7 separate regions of the Sus scrofa genome follow, and regions 1, 2, 4, 5, 6 and 7 are each linked to region 3. The links are chromatin contacts, called in public Hi-C and HiChIP or PLAC-seq maps. All regions are on one chromosome and are shown on one strand. The core of a region is the stretch at or near the end of the contact, and the rest is flanking DNA. Distances in the headings are between cores, read along the strand shown. Region 1 overlaps NFIA (nuclear factor 1 A-type). Region 2 overlaps NFIA (nuclear factor 1 A-type). Region 3 has its middle 74 kb from the start of TM2D1. Region 4 overlaps NFIA (nuclear factor 1 A-type). Region 5 overlaps NFIA (nuclear factor 1 A-type). Region 6 overlaps NFIA (nuclear factor 1 A-type). Region 7 overlaps NFIA (nuclear factor 1 A-type).

Region 1 (2,931 bases), core at 121-2,620, 460 kb after region 3:
ACAGAAGGATTCTCCAAAATGTCGAATCACAGAGGATACTCCAACGTCCAGCCATGTCTCTGCTGACACTTTCTGGAACAATAAAATCAGCCCAGCTGGGGCCACCCATAATAACTCCCGGTCAGGAAGAAGCACCTGCCTGGGAAAGAAACAAAACAGGAGGGCCAGGATAATTGTGAGGTCCCCTTTGCTTGGCTCCCAGCAAAGAGACACAGAGACAGCAGGAGAAAAGGACTCAGCAGAAGGCACGGAGCTTGGCACCACCCTGTCTCCTAACATCTGTATTGTTCAAAGTTTTTCCTTAGTAACTAGCACCAGTTTCTAGCCACCTCTGAAACATCCAGAACATAAAGAAGATATTCAGGTCCTTTTTCTTCCCGGTGGTGGGGGGCACACCTGGGGCATATGGTGCAAGTTCCCAGACCCGGGATAGAACCCATGCCTCAGCAGAGACAATGCTAGATCCTTAACCCACTGTACCACAGCAGGAGCTCCTCAGTTCCCCTCTTAAACTAACCTGAAATCTCCCAGGAGGAAAAGGGGAAATCTCCACTGCGAAAGCACAGACACTATTCAAATCTAACTCAGCTGTCCCACCCTGATCTAACCTTGTCCCCACTGCAACTCTGGAGGATACACAGCCAACCTGGTTCATAGCAGTAATTGTAGTCATAATACCTACCATTTACTGACTAGGACACTTACAAAATCATTTCTAAGTGTCAAGCAACCTTGCAAGTTAATATAGTTCTCCTCGCCCCATCCCGTTTTACAAAAACAGAGATGAAGAAACTCAGAGAGATTAAACAACCTGCCCAAAGTCACCCAGCCCCTCCGCAGCAACCACAAGATCTGAGTCACATACATCTGTCTGTCACAAAAGCTGATTAATTTTCCCAGGAGATTATGCTGTTTTCCACACTGGCTTAAGAATATAAGGGGGAGACTGCCCTGTAGTTCTTAGGAATTAGCCAGTACCAGGAGCAATAGCGAGCCCTTCTAGTTGGCGTTTTTCTAAGTACGAAAGCAATACTGCCTTACACCATTCCCATGGATACCAGAGTCTCATATCACTAAGGCAATCAGAAACAAGATGAGTCAGTCTTAGCCAAAGCACTAAGTATAGACTGAGCCTAGGACTATGTGTGCAAAAAGAAGCCAAGGGGAAGAGACTATCTAAGGATTTTTGAAATCTTATTTTAAAGCCAAAAAAGGGAAAAAGTAACTCGATTCATTTATGCTTCCATCCCTAACAAATGTTGGCTGAGCACCTACTATGGGCCAAAAACTTTTTGAAATTGCATTAGAAAGGGGATGGTTCCGTTTCTCCATTTCTTTTGGCCTACCCACACACTGTGGTATGTATGAGTCAGATTACAGGTAAATGCATCAAAGGTTCTTCAGGTCCACAGCACCCTGAGACTGAGGCTCTTGCACTCATGACAGAATCCCCCGCTGACACGACCACTTCTGTTCCTGGTGTTAAGAGAGTCATGTTTTGCCCATTCCCGAATGGAAAGCACCAACAAAGTGGAGTTTGGGAGGTGTAATCCAAACGATGCCAGCATCTGACAACGTTCCACACGCTCCTGAAATGAAGGTTCCGACACGGATTTCAACAGTGCCACTTGTCAGTAGCTTCCTCTTGTTATCCACGGGTTTACAGATATGAAAAATGAAGCAGGCCTTCAATCCTAAAAGTCTTCTAGAAGGGGGCTGAGTTGGCCAGACCAAGGGGGATAGGGAGGGTGTGGTTAGAGGGGAGAGCGGATGAAAAGCACACTGGTCCAAAACAGGCAAGAGAACGTGGAGCGCCTAATGCTGCAAGTGGTATATATACTAAGGCTAGAAGGTGGGAGCGGGTAAGAAGGCTGGAGAGGTAAGCAGGGGCCAGTGTTTTTAAGGGGCTTTACACCAACGGCTGTTCCTTCCTTCTTCTATCCATTTCATAAACGCTCATGAGTGCCGACTATGTACCAGGCATGATGCTAGACCCCGGAGATACTGAGTTGGGTCAGCAATGTCTCAGGACACCTGCTACCACCACTCAGTGATGAACATTTTCTTACGCAGCTGGTTAACGTACAACGTGTAATGTAAACTGGACCACAAGAAAACACCCCTTGCCTTTCCTCATCCACCTACTAAATCAAACCATTCACACCTGCAGGGGAAGGATTCCCTTGCACTGGTGTGCAGGGAACATGAGCCAACCCCTCCTAGGATAATGTTGGACTTTTGCCCACTCATCAATATTAATTGCCAGCATATATAGATCCGACCCTGTGTGCTCCCAGTCCTCCAATTTTAGCCCTCACACCAAGATACAGTCTTAATCCAACGGAAATTTTAGGGCAAACACTTTGATGAGGCCGAGACCATAAAAATTCACATGGTATCATTAAGCACCACTAGGTGAAAAAAAGCAAATGAAGATGACATGCTTTCCAGTAACAGAGAAAGCCTAAGGTCCATTTACAAAGGAAGAAAAAAAAAAAAACGAAAAACAACAACAACAAAATGGCCTGAATACTATAGAAGAGGGCAACATGATTTCCCAACAACTGTATACGACTCCACATTTTTCCATGAAGAAGATTCTACTTTTGAAAATTGGAATGAAGTAAAATATCTCAATTTCCAGAAACCTGACTCCATTAGGATAACCCTAAAAGTTACGAGACCCCGGCATCTGTTCTCTGGTGTCTGAAACTAATTTTAGAATTTAAAGATTCACTCAGTCTTTCGCCTTGATTTACATCATTATTCCATTATTCAGCACCTACCTGGTTTATGGTAGATTTATGGTGACAAGAGGAAGGAACGGTGCGTATCTTCGGGATTACATTCACTTGAAAAGAAGCATCGATAAAATCCGCTAACTCACAGCCCCGTCAGGTGTGCTAAGAACGTACATACACTGAGATAAGC
Region 2 (2,734 bases), core at 105-2,604, 430 kb after region 3:
TCAAAGCTGACGTCACTCAACGTCGGACATCAGGGGGCAAAAGCATAGAAGACATGCCGAGGTACCAACTTGTCTGCTGTTCCTAATAAGCCTGCCAAGACTCCATATTTGAAATATGCAGCTATCCTTCGATTGACGTCTTTCTAAAGTGCTTAAATCTCAGGTTAATTCTCATTTGAATATTAAGTAGCCCACCATTCGGCTGAGACATATAAATGGAGCCTACAGGGTTAAAAGAATGCAAGTCAAGTCAAGTCACAGACCTCTGTGTTATGTCTGGGACAAGTTCATAAAAGCAATTTTAAACTCCTCTGTTTTCTTTCAGCTCCTTCCTTCGTGTTTATGTGCAAATTATACCTTACTCTCTAGGTTGTATTTTGCCATTTTCCTCTCGTTTCCCAAAGAAAGCTCCCCAACGTGACAATGCTCTGAAGGGGGGGCGGGGGCAGCATGAAGTTCCTCTGAGTTCCTGCTCTCTTCGAGCACGGCTCCTATCACACAATAATGTGTTATTTTGTTGAATTTTGGCATCCATCGAGCTTGTTTGGTCAGAAGCCAAAAAATTAGAGTGTGTCGGTCCACCAGTTTCTCAGCAGAGAAGCTCTCTTCTCACCCAGCGAGTGTGCTGTACCCTTGGCCTCTGGCCAAGAAGGGAAATCCATTTTACATAAAGAATGCACAAAGCTCAAGTGCTCAGAGACTTTTTACCTACTAAAATAACTTTATGGACAAATGCCAGTCTGCTAGACACATTCTGCAGGAACATTTGGCATGCAAAACAAGGTAAAGTGCTCTGTGGAGGTAGCAAGTTTTTCAGCAGCGAGGAAATGGCTGAGCGTGCCCTCGTGGCGCGTCACGTGCCGGGCTCGGCCGGCGTGATTGGCTGCGGCCGAGTAAATACAGCCGCCATGTAAGGAGCCCGACGTCGCCCAGCGCCGGCTTCTTAAAATGGCGGCCGAGTCCGCACCACGAGAGGCCGGCCGGCCCCACTCCCCACGTTCCCCCCTGAAGTTTTCTGTTTTTGTTTTTGTTGTTCACAAAACCTTACGGATTTGAGTAGAAACAGATTTCTCACAACTTGCTTCTCCCGGCTCGATTTCACAGTTCGGCATACACTCAGGCTCTGTCAAAAGCTTGACAATGTTCCAGGGAAAATATTAACTGTAAACTTTCCAAGGGGAATTAGAGGCGCAGGCAGGAATGTCAGGACGCCCTCCCTTCAGAAAGCACATCCCCAGGTTGCGCCTGGAAGCGTTTGGGAAGGACGCACGGGCAGCCCGGGCTCCAGGGACCTCCAGGATGGTCCCACTTGGCCGAGCCGCCGGGGGGCAGGGGAGGGCGGGGGCAGGACACATCCTCCCTGGCGAAGAGGCACGGAGGTCCCTCGCTCTCCCGCTCAGGCCTGACCAGTTGAACACTGCACACTCTGATGTATAAATATTTGCCTCTGGCGAAAGTTCAAGCAGCCCTGTGTGGCTGCCAGACACAACAGAAAACCAACATCCAAGGGAAAGTGTTTACTGCAGCGGTGGCCAAAGGAGCAACTGCCAGCAAAAGATCGCCTCGGATTGGCCAGGCCTGCCTGCGGTGTCCTCCTACAGCACCTGGCCACGGGCCACTGGCCGCTGGGGTGTTCCCACCCTTTGGGTAATGGTTCTGGTCTTTAATGCACAGCCTCGCCACTCACGCCACACGAGACCCACAGACATGCTGATGGTTTCGCACGTGTTCCGCCAGAGAGAGGGGCCCGAGCGAGCCAGACCACCCATATACCTGCTCCCACCGCTGCAAAACAAGTGTCTGCTCCTTGAAGCCACCTCAGTAGGGCCCGTGACCTTTTCACACCATCCCGCCTCGCCAAACCAGGGGCATTTCTCAGGCCCAGCGACTCCGGCACGCTGCCCAAGTCTCTTCCCTATCTAGTCCATCATTACATTCCTCAATCACCAGCATCTGATGAATTTAAGCACCTCTGAAATGCCTGCAAGAAAAGAAACTAGGAGACCTCTGATAGATAGCTGCAGTAAGATTTTTTAAATAAAGCCCTGCATCCTTCAAATTCTTTCTCCAAAAACCAAAACCTACATTATGCTATTTTATCGGTGCTATAGTTCTGAAACAGGTAAGAAAGCAGCTGCCCATCAGAAGTTTAAGGCCTCTAATTAGGATAAAGGAACTGAATGGGAAAAGCATCTTGAAGAAAATCTCTTCAGAAAAGTTATGCATTCATGATTTATGCTAAGCAAGTACCTAGCAGGGCAGTGTCTTTCCATGGTTTTCAGTTTTCAGTGTTCAGGGAAGTTTGACTACAACCAAGATAAGTCATCATATTTTTAAACCACTGTCATCCATGTAACATTTCTTTTTCATAAACAATAATCCATGAATCGAATTCTTCCTCAATGCTGCAACTGAAATGTTTCTGTTTCGTTGAACTGAAAACTCACAGAGAAAGTGGGCCAGAAAAATCGAAGAATATGAAGATGAGAGCTGCTTTTATGTAAAATTTTTGATATTATGGAACAATAATTTAGGTAAAGCAAGCCAAGCTATTATAATTTCAACTATTTCAAATAAACTATAAATTTCCTTAATTGAAACATTTGCCATTGGTTAAAAAGAAAGATTTTACATCCAGGCACAATTTTAGCGTTCTAGCTTTGAACATTCTTCAAGGTCCTGAATCTTGACTGATCTCAGGCTTAAAGAAACTTCTAGGAGTTCCCATCGTGGC
Region 3 (2,700 bases), core at 45-2,544:
AAACCCACAAGTTCAAAGACTGCCTTTTAGGCTTAAATAAAATGAATCCATAAGTTTAGCAACCGGTTGGCACCAACCCCAGGCGGCATTTGATTTTTGGAGTAAAGCAGCAGGAGCAGCTGCCTTAGCCCCTAGCAGGGGCTGGGACTGAAACTCAGGGACGGGACCACAGGTAGGTGGGGTAGTCAGCTTCCGCCAGAGAGAGCCAATCAGCTAAGCGTATCTGTGCTGGTCAAGCCGCAGTCCCGCAGAACAATTCTCTGGCTTTTGTAAACAAACGTCAGAGAGAAGGTCACGAAAATTTAGCCCCAAAGCAGTACTACCACCAACAAACTTGTTGGGGCGGGAGGGGAGTTGCGGGGGGAGGAGGATTGAGGAGGGGAACCTCGCCAAGCCTCAGCTTACTCATCCGCAAATTAAGGGCATCAGATGTAATGAGTGTTTTTGTTTGGTTTTTTTTGGGTTTTTGTAGGGCTGCACTTCTGGCATATGGAAGCTCCCAGCCTATACACCACAGCTTTATGGCAAGGTGGGATCCTTAACCTACTGAGTGAGGCCAGGGATCAAACCCGCCTCCTCATGGATACTAATGGACTTCTTAACCTGATGAGCCACAAGGGGAACTCCAGATGAGTGGTTCTTAATTAGTGCTACCCACATTGCAAATGGACCACTGGACTAGTCTAAGATGGTGCAGGATTTTTGTAGCAATTACTAGCCCTTAACAAAATGTCTGATTACTCACATTTATTCCTGGGTGGGGGGTGGGGGGCGCATTTGTTTTTATCACATTAGGTCTCTTGCTTAATTGAGTGTATTATCCTGTGTGTTGGATTCATTTGTTTGTTCATTCATCCAGCAGTTGGGCACAGTGACTCTGTGCTGGCCCTGAACTGGGATCAGAAATAGCCCAAATAGGGCTTATATTTAACTAGTGAAATCAATTCGTAGGTTATAAGAGGAGGCCTGAAGTCTTTTCTCCTCCAAATACGAATCCCGGCGCTGCATCCGATATGCTGCTCTGGATCTGGTGATGCAGATCTCTACCTGCCGAGTCCTGACCGCCAGCTCCTTACACGCCGCATTCTGATTGGCCGGGAAATTCACCAGCAGTTGTCCCCCAACCCCACCCCCATCCCACCCGGTTTCCGCGGCAGAAGAGGGATCGGCTTGAAGTACCTTCTGCTTCCTGTAGGTGGAGCCAAACCCCCTGGCTGAGAGGCTGCGGCCCCGCCGACGCTTCTCAACCCGCCTTCCCTCTCCTCTCTCGGGAGGCCTCCCTCCACGTCCCCACCAACCCAGTGCGTCGGAGGGGAAATCGTGCCAGACTAGGAGACGGCTGCCAGGTTCCTCTCAAGTCTTGGCTTAACAAAGGAAAGCAAATTACAAAAATGGAAATTTTCAAACCAGCGTTCAGTGGTATTCAGATCGACGTTTGGGTAGCACGCAGGCACAGACCGCATTCGTGCTATTTTGTGATTAAAATGATACCGAAAATACCGCCTTGCTTGGGTTTTCTTCTACGACGACCTGTTTCCCTCCCTCTTCTCATTTCCCCCCTTTTTTTTTCACGGAGGGGCAGCCCCCCCTGACCACTGCAGAACCGCTAACATCTGTTGAAATCTTGCTTCTCCTGACTTTTCTAAAGAGTTGAACTTGAAAAATGCCTGCGCTTTTCAGTCTGGAAAAAAAGCCAGATAAAGAAGTTTCTAGGCACCTTCCCAGGGCGTCCTGCGTTTCGCGTAAGGCGCTCTGAGTTCTCTGACAGAGCATCAATCGTCTTTGCATTTCACCTCGATGCGAGGACAACACCTGAAGGCGAACCCTGCCAGAAAAGCAGGCTACCTTGTTCCCCCCTCAGCTTGAGCTGTGCGCTCCGTCTCCTCCTTTAAAAATGGGTTTAAAGTGGCCCTTGAGTTGGGTCTTGAAGGATTTTACTTTAGGCTGGAGGGGTGGTTTTTGTTTTTGTTTGTAAACCTGCCCGCGTCCTCCTTGCTAATTTCTGCAGTTGCTAGACCGGCTCTGTCCCAAGTGGGTTTGTGAGAAAGGCCCTCCCATTGTTTGCACCCCCTACCCCCCCACCCCACACTGCACCGTGGTGTTGTGTTTTTTTTCCTCCTTGGAAGCTTTGACTGTCTCCTTCTTACACAGCTGTGTTTGCAGTGCCTGGAGACAGGTGGGGGGCAGCCTCTAGGCCAAAGCTGCCAATTCTCTCTCTAAGGACTGTCTGAATAGCTATTAAAATTTAAAGATCTCTCTCTCGCTCACACACACACACACAAACACGCTTTTTTCCCCCCCCCCCACACACACTTTTTTGGTGGCGTGGTCACTCACTAAGTCTGTTTGTTGTTTAGGAGGGGCTGTACCAGTAGCCAGACAGAGTCTAGAGGTCGCAGCCATTCTATTCTCTGTATCCTCCAGCCCACATAAGCATTACCTTGGGCCACAGCCTCATCTTTCTAGGCACCTTGGAAAACTGGGTCCAGTGGCCTTAGCTGGGTTGTGAGAAAGAGGACCACTCATCTCAACAGATAAATGTGAGCCATCTCCAGGCAACAGTCACAGTATGGGGATGTTGTGGGTTGGGGCCCATGCAAATGAGAGTTCTCTACTTGGTCAAAGGAGAGCAGAACGCTTGGACTAGATGGGTAGTGATGGCCAGACTTTGAATGGAAGCATGGCTTTCTGACACAGGAT
Region 4 (2,788 bases), core at 192-2,691, 490 kb after region 3:
GGAAAGGAGACCGAGGAGAGATGTTAATGAGAGGCAGATTTCAGCTAAATAAAAGAAAGCATTTTCCAGCAACGCACATCAAGATGGAAGAGGCAGCCCGGGGAGGAAGAGGGCGCTTCTCCAGCCTGGGAGGCAGGTTAGTGCGGTGCAAAACGATGGGAGGAGGTCCTAATTTCTGTTGGGCCTTAAGCTAGACACACGAGCGGAGGCAAGTCGCCTTACAGGTTGACCTAACTTAATTTCCTCATCTGTAAACTGTATGTCATAAAACCCACACGTAAGTTAAACAGGAGATGGTGAGCACGTGCCCGAGCAGTATCTCGAGAGAGGAGGTATTCAGCATCAGCCACCTTCACTCCCACTCCCTCACGTCCCTCTGGAAGTATTTACGCAGAGGCTGTTGGGGGCATCACACGGGAGTTTCTAACAGAGCAAGGCTGTGGGACGCAATGGCCTCTAAGATCCTTTTAAGTCTAGGATTTGGTTAGCACAGCTATTCTGAGGCGATAGCTCTTCTACGTGAGGCGTAGGATGTTGACAATGATTTACTTTCGTCCTTCTCCCCTCCTTGAGCAGCCACCTGAAAATCAGAATGAATGCTCTTATTTTTCTTCTTCGGTATTCTATGCTTGCTGGCTCATTCCACTTTATTTCAAAGAATTTTCCATAAGCTCTTAAATGTTTCCATATGACACCATATTCTGCAGGTAACCTGAGTTCATACCATTCCCCAAACACGAGTCCCTGTAAAAGGTTCCAGGATCTCTTTGTGTGCTCTGAATAGAATTTGTTAGGCTGCCAAATCATTCGGTCTTCTCCAGATAGCCTTGTCGTTCCTAACTTGGTTATCAAATTCTGTTATCAGCATATTTTAATCAAAGCCTTTCAAAAACAGTCTGAGGGTTAGGAAACAGCATAAGGTCTAAATGAAAAAAGGCCAGAGGCTAAAATATACCTACCAAGGGGGACAAAAGCGAAGGGCTATTCTGACTTTGCTTTAGGACACAACAACAGCGGAAGCTACTGTCCTCTTAGGAGGGGGAGAAAAAAAAATGCCAGCTCAAATGTCACATGTGAATAAATTATTGGCCGCGCATAAACAACAACAAAAAAGGAGGGGTTCTGGTTTTCTTCCTAACCCGTGAGTTTACACAAGACCTCTTTAAAAAGAGGGAATCTTTCTTTTGTCAAGAAATCATCATCTGCTGCTTGAAGAATTTAAAAATAAAATGAAACATTAAAAAAAAAAAAAGGAAGAAAATTCCCGGGCTCCGCGCCTCCTAAGGCAGCAGAGATTCACTCCTCTGGTGGTGAGAAGCAGAGATGGTGGGCGCGATCCAGAGTCACAGCTGCTTGGGAAGCCGCCGGGCGCTCCTGTCATTTCAGAAGCCTTGCTGTGCACACACATCTGAGCGGGGCCACCTGGATTCCCTCCTCCCGTGGAGGGAGGCCAGGTTACAGTCGCTCCATCCATGCCACTCTCTGGAAGGAGGAAGGTCTCTGCACAGAGTGTGTGCCACCCTCCATGCAGCCTGCTCTTTCAAACAGGGCGATAATTAAAAAGGGGGGGGGGGCAAAAAAACAAACAAAAAAAAAACCCCGGCTGCCTCCTCCCATCCAGCCCCAATTTTATAACCAAAAGAAATCATTGTTTCTTTCATTATTACTTTCTTTCAACCATGACAATAAACACTCTTTGGCAAGTACCTCATCAGAGGAAAGCTATTCAAAGAATTTCACATTGATAACACCACCCGTGTGGTGCTGGAAAGAACTTTGTTGATAATTCGTCCTGAACCTCTCACGATCCAGATACCTGGAATGTCTGCTCCTTGGCCAACGGAAGTAGAAAACCTTTAGGAAGGATTCGTAATTCAAATCTTCCTGTCCGTTCTGGACAGAATGAATTTTCCTTCCTTTGCGACCCGGCATCTCTTATACGCCCCTGATGCCATTGTGCAGTTGTGAGGTCCCGTCTCCACTGCAAGACCTGAAGCCTCTTGAGAGAAGGGCCCAGTCTTTCTCCTCTAGGGGTCCCTGATGCCTCGCATAATGGTCAGCTCAGAAAATTCTCAGTTGCCTCAACCAATGGCTGATGAATTAAGTGGGATCAAAGGACACTGAAGGTCAAGAAGCTAAAAGGACTGGCCAAGGATCACAGGGCTACACCAGGAACTAAATCCCCCAGTGGGGCTCTCTCTTCTCCACCGGGACTCCCCCTGCCAAAAAAAAAGGTGAGAGGAATGGCTTAGGACTTTACCGTCTCTCAAACCCCAACTGTCCTCCTTTCAGCCCAGAAGCAACTCTTCTTCGAATAAGACACTCAGATTCAAGAAAAAGGAATCTGTGTTGCCTAGTATTAAATAATTTGATAAAAAGCTGGTAAAAACAGAAAGGTTTTACACATGCAAATCTGCCCTTGCACCCAATTTCAATTCTCTTATTTTCCTGATCTATATTCCTGCTCTCCAGATGGACCATCAGCTTTATACCAATGCCAGCAACAGCTTGCGTATTGTTTGTTTAAAACAAAGATGATGGATTAAATATCATATGCAATGTGAGGAAAGAGGTTAAGGCTAATATTCCTGTTCTGAAATATATCATAAACCCAGTCCATGAGCTTTTGTCCCCAGTGGATTCGTATAAATAAAAATTTAATTTTATTTTTCAGACTCATAAGAGGAAGCATGCATTCATCTAGAATATGGAGCCTTTCCATCGCTCCAGATTTATTCTTGTTCTAAGGCATCATTACCCTCCAAATTATACAGACTTATGTCATTTC
Region 5 (2,700 bases), core at 186-2,685, 330 kb after region 3:
CAACTGAAAAACGGCATGGTAGAATTACACTGACTAGAAAAATAATATGAATAATATTAACAACAGTCAGCTTTTTCTATTTTTTTTTTTTTGGTATAAAGTCTATGAACAATACTATGGTGATAAGTATGTTATAATTCTTCAACGTGAAAGTAATATTATTACTAAACCACTTCAAAAGTGAGGAATAAATCAATACTCCAGGGGGTTAAATAATCCATTCAAAACTACAAAGGAAAGAAAGAGTAGAGGCAGAATTTGAACACAGCTCTGACCCTACAGCCTGAGTTTTCGGCCATGATGTCATCGTTTCCTCAAAGGTCCCTCAAGGTCAAGTTCCCACTAGAGCGTTCAGTTCTCTCACCAAGGATGAGCACTTTGGAATTTCATGAGATGGTATGTATGAAAATGCATAATACAATGTTTAACGTACGATGGGCACCGTTAGTCACCTTCTCAGTTTTTACTGAAACTGATCGTTTTACTCAGGCTTAAGATTCTAACCTGTGACAGGCTTTCTTGTCCTTAGAGTGCATATAGCACACATTAGCATTTTAGTGAATATTATCATATGCATAAAGTGTGTATTCCATGTTTTATATATACATATATATATATATATACATATACAGAACAGAAATTAAGCAATTGATGACTTTAATACTGCCAGGTGTTTATTTTAGACCATTTAAAGTGAAAACTCCTTCAAAGGCAGAGATAATTTTCTTATAGCAATTATTAGCAAAGGCTTCCAAAAGGCTTCAAAAATACTTGTCAGTCAATAAACTTAAGTCGCTAGTGAAGAAGACTGTGGGCCACTTGCCACCTTAAAAGGAACTGAAATGAAAGGGAGTTGGCTCCTCACTTATGCTGTAAAAGACTCTGATCTGATACATCAACCCCACCTCTCACAGCAATCAACTTTCTTGGGAACTCGGATTCTTGGGAGTACCCTGGGAGGGTCTGTGGCTGAGAGGAAGGGCCTGGCGCTGCTGGAGTGACCCAGAAAACTCCCTGAGTCCTCAAAGTCGCTCCTACTGTGGGCCACCCAGAGGGGCAGACCTCAAAATCCTTGCTCATGGTTGGCTGCTGGCGACTGTGGACTTTCAAAGCAGCAACCGGCGTCCCAAACTAAACTTACCATTTTCTGGCTGGTCCTTAATGTCAGCGTCACTTGGCTGGCTGGGACTTTCAGATTGACTTGAATCTGAAAAACATAAAAATACAGCCAAAAATTACAGGGTCTGTGAAAGAACGTGGATCAGAGGTGCCAGACTTTCTCAAAAGGTTCAGCATGTACACGAGGAATGAGACCGTTGCAGAAGTGACATGATGACGGGAAAAAAAAGAGGAGAGCAAAGAAAAGGGAGGAAAACAGCAGCCTCAGCGGCCCATGCCTTCCGAGAGGACTTGGTTCTGTTTACACCTCCAGTGGCGCTTGGCCTGTGCCAGATCATAACTTGAAACTCTTCAGAAACCATCCTCTGACAGAGAGAGACCATTTCCAAACTGCTCTTCTCCATTATTTATACACTAGAGTCTGATAAAGACTTCATCCTTCATTACACACATCTGAAGCTTGATTCAGAACATAATAAAGTGTCAAAACATATTTTGAAGCTGGTATATAAAAGCAACCCAAACAACAGAAACAAGTTCTGTTGATATTTAGCTCTGTATTACAGCAACAGACTACGCAGACTAACACCATTAAATACTAGAATCCTAATATTCTAGTGCATTTACTTAAAAGAACAGGATCACTCAAAGGCGTCTTTCTGAAAGATACACAGTTCCCCCACTTCGTTAGGTGCTATTTTTCTCTCACCCTGATGCATTTGGAAGATCCTAAAAGAGCTTGTGAGCGAAAACAGGTTCTTGCACACCTTTATGGGATTCCATTCATTTTTTATTTAAACAAATACAATCATTTTCCAGCTAAAGAAACTAATTCAATTATTTTGTAACTTCTAACTGGGATAATTTCAAATAAAATGCCATCTAATTTTAAAATGAGATGAAACTAAATTAGATCAAAAAATTTCACAGAATTAGAAGTATATTTGTGATTCATTTTACGGGCAAAAAAAGGTCAGACAGAAGAGCTCAAGGACAGAATTTTTTACGTAAAGCCTTTTCTGAGACTTGAAACAGTATATAACATTATCGAAAAACTTTTTTTTTTTTTTTTTAAGGAAAACCTCTGTATCTGTGGAAAGCCTGACTCTGAACTTAACCTTGACTTCACAGGGTTAGAAGGAGCTGTCTGAAATTTGACCACATTTCAGCAAGAAGTTCAATGCAAGATCAAAAGGTCATGACACTTAACTGTGATTAAATTGAAAATATTACTTCTATTTCAACAGAGTTATAGCTTTACCATTCTCTTCCTTGGAGATACTGCAAAAAAGAAGTAGCACTACGAATGACCCTAGGTCAAGAAGTGCTAATTTATTACTTTAGAAATGCTCCCTGCTTTTAGGCAAATGAAGATTTTAATTATCGGGAAGTACTATTTTTAAAACATCTATTTAAAATTTTTTTCAGATGCTCTTAACCTGATGACTACAGCAAAAATTCTAGATTGAATCAAGGGTTCAAACAGCAGAAAATGTGAAAATATAAGTTTTTATTTAAGTCTGGCAAAGTGGTAGCTTTTATCATAATGTAAGAATAGCCACAGTGAAAACACAAACAAAA
Region 6 (2,918 bases), core at 79-2,578, 300 kb after region 3:
TTAATAGAGTGTGATAATGAAAGGCTGGTTTTTTTTTTGTTTTGTTTTGTTTTGTTTTTTTTAATTCTTCCCGCAAAAACCATTGGTAGATTTCTTCCAAACCCGCTCTTCCCTTTCAGCCCCCAAATCTTCTGGGCTTTTATATGTAACAGGCCCATCTTTCTTAAGAATATAGTTTAAAACAAAACTTTGTTTCACAAGCTACTTTTCACAGACAAAATTTAAGTTTTTGAGTTCTCCCAAATTTTAAAAGACTCTCTACTGGGGCATGTCACACAGGGTGTCATTATTTTTTGTTTAAGGATCTGTGACACAGAGATACACACAGGAGCACGCGCACACACACACACACACACACATAACCATGAGAGTTCAATAAAAGTGGGAACTACATCTCATCTTTTTAATTCCACCATTTGTAGTGATTAGCACGCAGTGGACCCTCTAGATGTATGACAAAGGAACACAGAAGTGAACTATTTATTCTTATCCCCTTATTATATTCCTGAGACGTAAAGGTTGATTCCTACACAAACATTTAATAATATCGCCTCTTTCTTCAACCATTTTCACATATAAAGTAGCAGATTTTTTTGTTATATCTTTAGGTTTGTTTACACAACAAGAATTTCTGAAAAAAAAGAGATGAGTAATTTCTTTAAAAGATATGGTAACTTAACCTAGTAGAGAGAGAGATTTGACTGCGTGGTGAATATGGTCACTTCAATCCATAAGACCCTTTATGACTGATATTCATTGAGCTGAAATGCACATAAACAGATGCAGATACAATCTCAAATTCCTGTGTGGGATCCCCATACTTGCTGACATGGCTCTGAAACCACCAGAATGATGCCACATGATTACTGAAAGGACATGGGTTATGACTCATTTATGTTGTTTTGGTTTTACCATACACTCTATCTTCCCTTGCACTGCTCTGGATTTTGCTAACTCCTTTAGTTCTGGATTTTGCTAACTCCTCTAGTTTCTGCACCAAATGAGCATCTCTTTAGCTCAAGTAGAAGGTGGCCTTTCCTTTAGCAAATAATATCCTGAGTTGGGCAAAAACCCACCTGGCTGTGCAGTCTGAGACAAGCAGAGGCTGGTGAAATTGACTTCTAAAGCAGACATGGGTCGTCTGCCTACATCCTTCTATAGCAACTCTAGATGTTATTCCAAACAAGCCATGGGACAGATTGTTTTTCAGAACAGACCGAATCCATTTGCCGTTTCAAAATTCTATAAACAGAGTATTAAGGAATTCAATTCCCACAGCAACTACATGGGCGTTGGCTTCAGTTTTATGGGAGTTTCTGCCAAACTCACATATTTGTAGAACTATTGGTTTAGAATGTCCTTTGCAACTCAGAGCAGGAGGGATCATTGCTGTGATCTCAGTTCACTTTAAGGACTGGGGCTGACTGGTGACAGGTATACATGATAAATGTTCCAGAAGCCTGACCTAATTTCCCTTAAAGTGAGTGTTGCTAAGAACATTCCCTCCAACTGTCAGCTTGCAACCAAGGATTCAAACCTGCCAGGGTCCATTCTTCTTAGCGAGTTATTACCACTGCTTTGAAAGTCCACTCAAAAGGAGCTATTTCTGCCTCACTTATCAAGCTTCTCCAGACTTATTTGTGCATTTAAATAAGTTATATATCTAACTTAAAATAAGTAATTACAAAACATACTCAGTTTCATAGTTTTTAGCTGTTTGTGATCAGAAAAGCAAAACATTCTAGGCTGAATACCAACCAAGGTGAACCTGAAATGTATTTGTCTTTTCTTTTGTAAAGGGATCAATACAGTAACATGTTCATTCATCTTGTCCTTCAAAAATTACATTTGCAAGGTATTATTGACATATCACAAGGTAGGAGGGACAGTATTATAGAAATGAGAATCCCAAATGTCCTAAGCCCCAGTTTACTCAGCTGTGAAATGGCACTCATGGCTATACCTACCTCATAAATGTGTTGCTAAGAGTAATGAGAATGCACTTAAAATGCCTAGCCAAGAACCTAGAAAACAGAATGTGTTCAAAAGATGATAGCTATTGTCATAAATAATAAATACATTCTTTATATCTGAGATATCAAATCAGCAAAGTTTTCAAAGATAAAACAGGTAGAAATGATTGTTCTTTTCATATGGAAGAGTAAATAATGTCAGTATCCACATAAAAGTTGTATGCATAAATAAAAATGATGATGTCATTTTATTGGAATGAATTTTTGAGTGAAAATGAAATTATGTTCTAAAGCAAGTAACACAAAACTCAATAAAAGCAAATCTCTATTTCTTAGGTTTGTCCAAAGTGAGACAAAACAGTACTTAGTCTCCAAACTGTCTTTAAAAAATTGAGTGCAAATTTTAGGAATTTGATATTCATTAATATAGTTATACATAGTATTTATAAAAATACAATTATTTATAATACCTAAAATACTTTTAAATACAGATCTATTCAATAAATGCACATTTAACCATCTGTGTGTGTCAAGCATTATTCTAGATACGGGGATACACATTTTTGTTTCATATTTTTGGGGTGATACTTATAGATACTCCATCAAGAAATGGACCCTGCGTCATTTTTTTCAGCAGACCAAGTTTTATCCAATTTTTCAATAAACACTATATAGGAATATCTAGAGAAAGGGAAAATTTAAAATGGTGCACTTATTTTTTTTTAAGAATTTGGTTTGCTAAAAATTCTTATTGGTAACTTGGAGTTCTGTCGTGGCTCAGCTGTTAAGGAACCTGACTAGCATCCATGAGGACACAGGTTTGATCCCTGGCCTCGCTTAGTGGGTTAAGGATCTAACGTTGCTGTGAGCTGTGGTGTAGGTTGCAGATGCAGCTCAGATCCAGCATTGCTGTGGCTCTGGTGTAGGCTGGTGGCTACAGCTCCA
Region 7 (2,865 bases), core at 92-2,591, 400 kb after region 3:
TCATTTCTGCTGCGTGACTATGGGAATTCCCCTTTTTTTTTCAGTTTTGAAAGAAATATATTATCAGAGAAAGACCTAAATTTTAATAAATATTTCACCACAGCTCCAGACGTGTCATAGGACTGTCTGGTATTAGGGAGGAGAAAAGTATGTCTCAATCTTTGCAGTGCTTTGCAAACTTTGTTGCAATAATATAGTAGTTAAGTTTTCGGGAGCTATGGGAGTTTATGAGAGGTAAGGCCTATTTCACAAACTGTGTTGATTTTAGCAAGCAAAGTTTGTAACTTCAACACCATTTCCTATATGGGCTATGGAAGTATTAAATAAAATGCATTTGTAAAGCATCTTTAATTCTGCTAGAATGTCAACCATGAAATAATAAAAGACAGAGAAGTCCTTAGAAAGCCAGGCTTGGCAACAGAATACTTCAGAGGCAAAAGCACAGGGTCCAGGAACAGAGATCTTGGCATACACTCAGATTCAGACGTAATAGTTTAGCAATTTGGGGAAAATCTCATAAATTCTCAGAGCCTCCATTTTATCATCTATGAAATGGAAGGTGATATTGATAATAATGGTAATAATAATGATAGCCATTTTTCCTCATTGAACAATAATAAAGTTCAAATAAGATAACAAATGTGAGGTGGTCTACAAGCTGTTAAAGAGAGGCAAATGCAATTTACTATGAGCCCAACTTCTAATTTCCATCAGCCAAACACGACTCCCTGACTTTTCATCCCAATTTCCATCACTGAGGTCCTACAAAAGACACTAGCAAAACTCTTACTTTCCAAGATTTTCCTTTTTGATTTGAAAGGCTGAAGGTAAAGTTCCATCTACCTTAAGGGGTACAATCCAAACTGGATAAGCAGCTTCCAGCAAGGAATAGCCTGATAAACCCTAGCAGAACACAGGAGTAGACACCCTTCTGACCACAAGTTGGGATCCTCTCTCTCTGATACAACCCATACACGTACATCTTTTAATTGACTGTCTACTCCAGCCTAGGAGGGTCATGAAATGATGCCCACCACACACCTGTAAGAAAAGAGCAGCCCTATCATGGCTGTCCACCTGCAGACTTAGGTCTGACTCGGCGGTGGGGGGCACCTCCAAACTCCCATACTTCCAAAAAAAATGCAGGGGTGCTTTTTTTAGGTCAGGCAGGTCAATAGCTTGATTCTTACTTTCCTGGCATCGCTCTGTCCCTGCTACAGTCATGAAAGGTATAACTGAGTCCCTACATATGCCTGATGCGTCAACAGGCCTCATACACTGCTTGACTGGCGTGGGGGACGGGGCGGGGGGGCATCATCTGTGTGCAGCATGAGAGAGCAGGAGCTGCCAGGAGAAGTTGAGTAACATGCACTCTGACCGTATTTCAGGCCACACGAATTCCAAGGTTGCTGGTAAATGCTAAAGGGAAAAGTGGATTTTACCAGTCCTTTATGAAACCCCTAAGATCCTCTCCAAGAAACTGTACGCAAGCAATAATAAATATTTAACACATAGTTTTGGGTATCAAGGACATTTTATCCAGGGAAAACCGTAAAATAAGATCACCAAGATCTGAGATTCTTCTGAGGTTCAATATGGGTAGAAAATTATGCCCAGGTGCTAGAGCAAATTTAAACGTCGTATCGTCAACTTGAGATGAAAATGGAAAAAGAAAAAAAGAAAAAAAAAAAACAGGTTAAAAAACACAGGAAAAAGACAATGAATAAGGTCATGTACATTAGATCATCCTAGAAGAAGTGGGTTTCCAGTCTGTTCCACATAAACACGTATCTTCACAACCTTGCTCTCCTACTGTCACTGAAACACTCACGCATCATCTGCGGCAGGCTGTGCCTCTAACCAAAACGGTGTCCAAGGCGGGAGCATTAAGACGGATACATTCATGCACTCAAATATCAACTGCCCACCAGAAATTTCTAAGGGTCTGAATCGAAGCATTCAAAGCATGTGAAACTGTCGGAGGATCCCAGAGTATTTTCACATACTGTAAATATTTACATCTGGCCAAACCCAGGCCATGTTAAATTTAACATTTCATTATGACATGGCCCGCGGGTCAAACTTTCTTGATTTTCATCTTTCCTTTTCTTCTTTTGCACTCATTGCCATTGATCCAATTTCCTGAGACCAGAGAGCGTGGCCAAGTCAGGGAAAGCACTGGAACAAGCAAAGGGAGCCATGGTGAGCCTGGCTCAGCTGCCTCTGCCAGGTCACCAATGGTGAACAGGCCGCAGAGTGAAGAAGGCCAGGGAAAACTGCGCACTTGAGGAGAAAGCTAATGCAGCTGCCAAATTGAAAATAAGTATGGTCGACTTTCGATTATCCCAAGTGGTTTAACCACAGGGCTTCCTCCTTCCCGCTGCCCAACCTCAGTCTGGGCTGCAGCCCAGAGGCTGAGCAGGGTGGGGGGCGGCAAGTCTGAATGCAGTGTCTGTGTCTGAAGGTGTGGTCCCAACTCTACCAAACTGCGAATTTTCTTTTATGAACCAAGCTACAAAGTTCTCTTTTATCACTAAGTCCCGCTACAATATATATGAATGAATGTTGTTAATAAAGCCCAGGCATGTACCCTCTTTGTAAGGCTAGTAAAAGGAGGTCCTTTAAAATCATACATGCTTAGTAGAGGACAGAAGAAAACTCTAGAAGTTTTCTTCATGTAATCCCTTTGCTCGTTCATTTATTCAGAAAGCTTTATGAAGTCTTTACCACATTATCGGTCAGAACCTGCTCCAGGCACTCTGGATGTAAAGATGAAGATAATTCAATTAATTCAGTACCGACTTGTGGGCTCACAGTCCCTACTGGCTAAGGAATTCTTAGAATTCAAAAGCCATGCTTTCTAAA

Evidence for each region. Hi-C and Micro-C count contacts between places; a contact is called where the count stands out from the background. HiChIP or PLAC-seq counts read pairs in DNA pulled down with a chosen protein or histone mark.
Region 1: a Hi-C map of embryonic fibroblasts shows a contact between it and region 3, with 2.3 times the contacts expected there. The contact joins two enhancer-like sites. A contact is called at or near these places in 2 of 47 Hi-C or Micro-C datasets (embryonic fibroblasts and mesenteric adipose tissue) and 1 of 2 datasets of contacts at active chromatin or transcription factors (skeletal muscle).
Region 2: an H3K27ac HiChIP or PLAC-seq map of skeletal muscle shows a contact between it and region 3, with 5 times the contacts expected there. The contact joins two enhancer-like sites. A contact is called at or near these places in 4 of 47 Hi-C or Micro-C datasets (fetal skeletal muscle, heart right ventricle, liver and 1 more) and 1 of 2 datasets of contacts at active chromatin or transcription factors (skeletal muscle).
Region 4: a Hi-C map of liver shows a contact between it and region 3, with 9 times the contacts expected there. The contact joins two enhancer-like sites. A contact is called at or near these places in 3 of 47 Hi-C or Micro-C datasets (fetal heart ventricle, heart right ventricle and liver) and 1 of 2 datasets of contacts at active chromatin or transcription factors (skeletal muscle).
Region 5: a contact with region 3 is called in an H3K27ac HiChIP or PLAC-seq map of skeletal muscle, with 6 times the contacts expected there. The contact joins two enhancer-like sites. A contact is called at or near these places in 2 of 47 Hi-C or Micro-C datasets (heart right ventricle and skeletal muscle) and 1 of 2 datasets of contacts at active chromatin or transcription factors (skeletal muscle).
Region 6: an H3K27ac HiChIP or PLAC-seq map of skeletal muscle shows a contact between it and region 3, with 5 times the contacts expected there. The contact joins two enhancer-like sites. A contact is called at or near these places in 2 of 47 Hi-C or Micro-C datasets (embryonic fibroblasts and subcutaneous adipose tissue) and 1 of 2 datasets of contacts at active chromatin or transcription factors (skeletal muscle).
Region 7: a contact with region 3 is called in a Hi-C map of subcutaneous adipose tissue, with 3 times the contacts expected there. The contact joins two enhancer-like sites. A contact is called at or near these places in 3 of 47 Hi-C or Micro-C datasets (mesenchymal stem cells, skeletal muscle and subcutaneous adipose tissue).

The regions. Positions count from the first base shown.
Region 1 is chr6:151,152,066-151,154,996 of Sscrofa11.1, forward strand. All of the region lies in intron 2 of NFIA (nuclear factor 1 A-type), which reads right to left. Among named protein-coding and RNA genes, the nearest start is that of NFIA, 76 kb to the right of the region's middle. Within about 2 kb of position 1,371, at least 12 of the 83 cell types and tissues checked have an H3K27ac peak or open chromatin away from gene starts, as enhancers often do. A contact at or near this core is called in embryonic fibroblasts, where this site is marked.
Region 2 is chr6:151,118,122-151,120,855 of Sscrofa11.1, forward strand. The region is part of intron 2 of NFIA (nuclear factor 1 A-type); the gene reads right to left. Among named protein-coding and RNA genes, the nearest start is that of NFIA, 110 kb to the right of the region's middle. Within about 2 kb of position 1,355, at least 56 of the 83 cell types and tissues checked have an H3K27ac peak or open chromatin away from gene starts, as enhancers often do. A contact at or near this core is called in fetal skeletal muscle, liver and skeletal muscle, where this site is marked.
Region 3 is chr6:150,687,902-150,690,601 of Sscrofa11.1, forward strand. No RefSeq gene overlaps it. Among named protein-coding and RNA genes, the nearest start is that of TM2D1, 74 kb to the left of the region's middle. Within about 2 kb of position 1,295, at least 38 of the 83 cell types and tissues checked have an H3K27ac peak or open chromatin away from gene starts, as enhancers often do. A contact at or near this core is called in embryonic fibroblasts, fetal skeletal muscle, liver and 2 more, where this site is marked.
Region 4 is chr6:151,177,695-151,180,482 of Sscrofa11.1, forward strand. The region is part of intron 2 of NFIA (nuclear factor 1 A-type); the gene reads right to left. Among named protein-coding and RNA genes, the nearest start is that of NFIA, 51 kb to the right of the region's middle. Within about 2 kb of position 1,442, at least 16 of the 83 cell types and tissues checked have an H3K27ac peak or open chromatin away from gene starts, as enhancers often do. A contact at or near this core is called in liver and skeletal muscle, where this site is marked.
Region 5 is chr6:151,022,661-151,025,360 of Sscrofa11.1, forward strand. NFIA (nuclear factor 1 A-type) reads right to left here. Exons shown (of 11, transcript XM_021097780.1): 3 at 1,142-1,207. Among named protein-coding and RNA genes, the nearest start is that of NFIA, 210 kb to the right of the region's middle. Within about 2 kb of position 1,436, at least 12 of the 83 cell types and tissues checked have an H3K27ac peak or open chromatin away from gene starts, as enhancers often do. A contact at or near this core is called in skeletal muscle, where this site is marked.
Region 6 is chr6:150,983,558-150,986,475 of Sscrofa11.1, forward strand. All of the region lies in intron 3 of NFIA (nuclear factor 1 A-type), which reads right to left. Among named protein-coding and RNA genes, the nearest start is that of NFIA, 240 kb to the right of the region's middle. Within about 2 kb of position 1,329, at least 29 of the 83 cell types and tissues checked have an H3K27ac peak or open chromatin away from gene starts, as enhancers often do. A contact at or near this core is called in skeletal muscle, where this site is marked.
Region 7 is chr6:151,086,255-151,089,119 of Sscrofa11.1, forward strand. All of the region lies in intron 2 of NFIA (nuclear factor 1 A-type), which reads right to left. Among named protein-coding and RNA genes, the nearest start is that of NFIA, 140 kb to the right of the region's middle. Within about 2 kb of position 1,342, at least 8 of the 83 cell types and tissues checked have an H3K27ac peak or open chromatin away from gene starts, as enhancers often do. A contact at or near this core is called in subcutaneous adipose tissue, where this site is marked.